Linked DNA regions of Oryctolagus cuniculus: region 1 is linked to region 2. Evidence: chromatin contacts called from public Hi-C data. All regions are on one chromosome and are shown on one strand. The core of a region is the stretch at or near the end of the contact, and the rest is flanking DNA. Distances in the headings are between cores, read along the strand shown. Region 1 has its middle 120 kb from the start of TRIM44. Region 2 has its middle 32 kb from the start of COMMD9.

What was found. A called contact is a pair of places that touch in the nucleus more often than the background predicts.
Region 1: a Hi-C map of an unstated tissue shows a contact between it and region 2, with 3 times the contacts expected there. The contact joins two enhancer-like sites. A contact is called at or near these places in 2 of 6 Hi-C or Micro-C datasets (ear pinna and an unstated tissue).

The regions. Positions count from the first base shown.
Region 1 is chr1:30,201,296-30,203,995 of mOryCun1.1, forward strand. No RefSeq gene overlaps it. Among named protein-coding and RNA genes, the nearest start is that of TRIM44, 120 kb to the right of the region's middle. Within about 2 kb of position 1,261, at least 1 of the 8 cell types and tissues checked has an H3K27ac peak or open chromatin away from gene starts, as enhancers often do.
Region 2 is chr1:29,776,578-29,779,277 of mOryCun1.1, forward strand. No RefSeq gene overlaps it. Among named protein-coding and RNA genes, the nearest start is that of COMMD9, 32 kb to the left of the region's middle. Within about 2 kb of position 1,299, at least 1 of the 8 cell types and tissues checked has an H3K27ac peak or open chromatin away from gene starts, as enhancers often do.

The DNA.
Region 1 (2,700 bases), core at 11-2,510, 420 kb after region 2:
GATGTCTTTCATTTGCTGGTTCACTCCCCAATTGGCCACAACGGCCGGAGCTGTGCTGATCCGAAGCCAGGAGCCAGGAGCTTCTTCCGGGTCTTCCACATGGGTGCAGAGACCCATGGACTTGGATCATCTTCTATTGCTTTCCCAGGTCACAGCAGAGAGCTAGATCGGAAGTGGAGCAGCTGGGACTTGAACTGGAGCCCATATGGGATGCCGGCACTGCAGGCAGTGGCTTTACCCGCTACACCGCAGCGCTGGCCCCTGCATTTCTTTTGAACCTGTAACACTTTCCCCCCATTCTCCAAAGTATATCAATGCCACGTGTTTTAAATAGTCCTCACAACCACCCCGGATTCGTGTGGAGAAGGAGCGCTTCCTTGTACCTCTTCTGCGCCATCTGGGGAGTGCCTGCTGTTGGTGTGTACAGTGACTGCGAACCTGGAAAGAGACAGGCTGCGCTGGCTACCTGGGCACAGATCTCAGCCCCAGCCCTTGGTTGTCATGTGACCCCGGGCAAGGCAGCTGCCCCCTGCCTAATCCTCATCCAGAAAAATAGCAGCATCTGGCGCATCAGGCTGCTGCGTGAAGACGGTCAGGCTTTCTCTGACAGAAGCGGCCTGATGAGGACACAGAGAAATTCAGAGTCTGCGTAGATGTGATTCTCGCCACTTCCTATCATCTCTTGGGAAAGCAGAACCTAGAACAGGGCTGTGTGATGGGAAGGTAGGTGTGCTTAATGAAAAGCACGCAACCCTCGATTTAAAGAAATTACAGTGTCTTTAGTTTTGAGCAATGCAATAAACCATAAATAGATACTAAGTTAAATCAGGCTGCTTGCTGACAAAAGAACAAGGTTGCATTGTATACATCTTGCACACGTTAAAGTCCTTTAATGCACACAGACTCAAACTGGTGCATTGGCATGGGAATTGCCAGCTCTGCCTTTACGAGCTGTGTGTCCTCAGGAAGCTCCCTTCACCTCTCTGAGCCTTGACTTCACTGGCCAGATTATGAGACTCATAGTTTCTTTCTTGTAACAAAGACCCAATGTGACACTGGGTGTGAAAGGACTTTGAAAACTGGTAGGCACAATACTTCTCTTAGGTATTTCGAATCATCACCCACCATAAAAATATATTCAAGGACAACATAAAGACTGGAGCTCTCAATTTGAAACACTGACTTCAGTGTGACCTACAAACACTGACCTCATGCTTTTTAAGACGTTGACTGTTTTCTATTACCTCACCTTTGGCCAACATGGCATCTTCCTTAGAGAACAAACAGCAACTGGTGAATAGTTTCAGCCAGAAATCTGGACGGCCCAAAGCTCCCGGATTAAGGTAGCTTTCTTTATGAATGTATTTTCTGGCTAAACATGGAAACTGGATTAAACCAAGCACTTCATTGTGGATAAGGAAAATCGATGCCCTGTGGGCTTGGCTGTTTATAGGCCTACTACAAAAATGGATGCATTATTTATACTTACAAGTTCTGCTTTCTCAAACCGTGGCTGTTAGCTCTTCACTTCAAGTTCATTCACGGAGCCATCACACTGCAAAGTCAGTTATTTGGGGTTAAAAGCAACTAATGTCAGACCCCTGCTGGCCTAGTGTGGCACTGCATGAGTGCATACAATCTACAATTCCTGTTCATGGAGGAATGGGCTACCTGGGCCAGAGCTGAGATACTAAGGATCCAGTCTGGCTTCCCATCATTTCTAGGTGTCAACACTAATCAAAAGGTGTGCCAAAATGGGGGCAAGAGGAAGAGAAGGCCCAACTGAACTTACAGAGGAGAATATTTTTTAAGTGGGGAACTGGGGATCCCAATCTCCCAATCTACCTGTTCTCCAAACTCACTCCTCATTGCTAAGAGCTTGTGGGTGACATGGGTTTTCGGTAGAGTTTTGTATTTGCTGTTGACTGCATGTGCTAGCCTCTTGGTGGTGCAGAGGTTTTCTCTGCAGCTTTTTCTTCTACCTCTCAAGGACAAGAAGGAGGGCGTATGAGGGGTCAGGAGTTTAGGCGTCATGAGGTGTCGAGGAGTTTAGGAGTATGTGATGTGGCCACGTCAATAGGAGGTGGAGCTTGGAGGCATAAGCAGGCCCAGAACTACAACTCTTTTCCTCTTGCCTTCTGTATGTTCACCCATTCTTTCATGAAGCTGGAAGAAAGTGCGGCCTGCCCCACTAAGGCAAAGTGGGGTCCAGGCAAAAGGAAGCACAGAGCAGGCCAGAAGCAGCAGGAAGAACCCAACAAAACAAGGACCTCCAACGAAGAGAGCACAGCTCCCATTCTGGGGAGGGGACCTTTCTTGGTGAATACCCCCAGCTTGTAGAAATCACCTGTCGTAGGACTGAAGTCAGAGGGTGGCCAAGCGGCTAAGACTCTGCTTCCAATCCAGCTGGTTTTGGCTACAGTGAATAGGTGACATAGTCCAGGAAGCACACCAAGGGGTTGGGATTGGGGAGTCATAGGATGGGGAAAATCATCCCCACTTTCTCTGCTTGAACCTGGCCTTGAAGATGTTCTTTTCTCCTTCCTGTCACAGTGGACTGCTCTAAGGAGGGGCACTGAGGGCCAGAAGTCAGGGTCTTCACGCATTGGAACCCCCCTACCAGCCCCATGATAAGAAGGTCGCAATAGGAAGATGGGGTTGTACTAGTTACCAGGGTGTCTTCCAACCTCGCTCCTCAAC
Region 2 (2,700 bases), core at 49-2,548:
CTCGGGCAGTCTCTGCAGCAGTCAGCATTTGTTAGATGCGTACCAGCATGAATGAAAGGATGGATGGATGGATGACTGTCCAGGCAGGGCCCTGAGTGGACCGAGCTGTCATTCCAGGCTTCACTAGCCCCTGCGTTTTGCTAACTTGGGAGGCTAGAGATGCACTCCGAGGACAGCAAGGCCACAAGGAGAGGTTGTCACTGCGTAGTCAGGGCCCAGCTTCCGGGGAGAGACAGTGATGATGTGGAGGGCAGGAATCCCAGGGCCCCGTCCTAGCCTCCCAGGACAGTCACCCTCGCTGCAAGGCCCCAGCCCCTCCCTCCCTCAGCCAGCGGGCCTGGGCGTGGCTGCCTGGCCATCTGCGTCCCAGGATGGCTTTCTCGCTGGCACAAATGGCTCCAGAGTCCCCTCTCCCGTGCCAAACAGCCGGCTACAGGAGCTGCCGCAGTGCCGCAGCCTCGGCTGGCCTCTCCTGCGACCCCATTTTCCACATCACTTGCCCCCACTCCCCTCCATATGGTGGCTGCTCTTCAACGTTCTCCAAAAAGGACTCCTGCCTCCGGTTGGCCCGCTCAGCCATCTCCCAGACGGAAATCCGCAGCATCTGGAGAGGCGGGAAGCTCTTCTCCTTGATCATTTAGCAGGAACACCGGTCTTCCCGTCATCCCCGCTGTCACCACCCTGGGTCATCCTCCCCCTCATCTGTTTCCGGGCGTCCTGGCTCAGCTTCTAAGCGGGCTCCCTGCCCTGGGCTCGTCCTCTGGAAGCCAGCCTCTCAATGCTTTCCATAAAGTAAATGTGGTTCTGTTTTCCCGGCAAACGTGGTCCTACCTTCCCAGGCTTTGTCATGTCAGAAGATAAGCGCTCGCACCAGAAACTGAGGGGAAAAAATCACTCCTTCCTTCCCGTCTCTCCCTGAGGCTGGCCCCGCCTTCTCCCCACATACTCCGTTAACAGGCCCTGCTCGCTGTCTCAGCCCACTTCTCTGCGTGTCTGCACCAGCTGCACGTACAGCGCCATCATTGTTCACCGGCGATGGGCCCCCGTCATGAAGACCTGCTCTGCCTCCCGCTCTGCGCCTATGCAACCACCGTTCCAGCAGCTTCCAGGGTCCTCCAAAGCCCATCCAGCCACAGGGCCTTTGCACTTAACCTTGCACTCTTCCACCACCTGGAACATTCTTCGCCCTCTTTCGAAAGGCTGGCTCCTTCTCCCTGTCGAGGCCTCCGCTAACAGCTCTGTTCCTTGGAGACATTTTCTCGAGCTTCCCTTTTATTCACAGTTGCAGCACAGTTGCTTATTTCTGTGCCTCCCCCGAGACAGATGGTCTTTGCCTCGCAGTGGTTTGACTTGTAACTGTTGGACTTTACGATGGTGCAAAAGCAACACACATTCAGTAGAAACCAAACTCCAGAGTTTCAGTTCTGATCTCTTCCTGGGCTCGGGACGTGCAGTGCCACTCTCCCTGCAGATGCTGGGTCCCCGCAGCTGGCGGTCAGCTCTGCAACCATGAGGGGAAACCACTGATGCTCCACCACGTGCTGTGCTGCCAAGCTAGGCTGTTCACTAGGCCAGGCGAGTTCAATGCACTTTCACCTTCAGTGGCGTCAGCAGGATGGAACCCCATCCTGAGTTGAACAACGCCCGTAGACAGTCTTACAAAGTCAACAAACTTACCTTGTTCCGTAGCTGCCTCCACGCCGCAGTGTGCCATGAGGACGCCCCAGCACAGCCTGGCACAGAGTATACACTCAATAAATATTTGTGAAATGAGTGTAACAAGCAAGTGGGAAATCTATGATGTCTCTGCCCAGCTTTCCTCTGCCAGGGGCTCTCACTGTCCCCAGTGCAATCCAAACGCCATAGGGATCCATTGCAGTTTTTTTGTGACCCTGCCCTGACTGGCTTGTGCAGCCCCCTTGCTGGGTCTATCCGGAATCAGTCAGGACAGGATGACTCCAGCTGGACTGGGCATCGCGGCACGCACACGAGCACTGAGCCCGCCGTGAGGAAAGGGGCATGGGACAGACGGTCTTCAAGATCCCAGCAAATGTGAGGGCTGGACCCAGAAGCCAGGGAGGAGAAACTCAAGGACAGAAGCAAGAGCTCCTGCTGTCCTGGGTGGGCTGTGACGGGCTGTGTGGGGGTCAGGAATGCCTGGTGCTGCTTAGGGTGAGGCAGCATCAGCTTCTCAAGAGAATGAGTCTGGGGAATCAACAGGTGTGCAAGTGGGGGCTGGGCTGCTCCAGGTCATGCTGGATCCCCAGTGCTTGGCACGGGCCTCAGCGGACACAGCAGGTGCTTGATGGAAAGCTGAGTGACAGCACATACCATGAGGCCCAGCAGGGTGTGGCCAGACTTCAGGAAAGCCTGTGGGCTGTGGTCTTCCTGGGTGAGCAGCCTCTCTGGGTGCAGGCAGGGGCTGACTGCCTCCCTCGCTTTCCACTCCCAGAAGGAACCTCACCCATCAAGCTCCAGCTGCCCCGGGGTCCAGCCTCTGCTCTCTGCTCTGCTCCACCCACGATAAAGGCATCTGGCAGTTTCAACTCCTTTTTGCTGGCTCTTTGCAAAGTGACTCTGGGCCTGTCAAAGCTTCCGGTATAGGCAGCTGCCAGGGCTGAAGACAGCCTTGTCCCAGGGGCCAGGCCGGCCTCCTCAGGAGGAATTGCGTTGGTTCCTAGGACAGGCCCTGCCCACGTT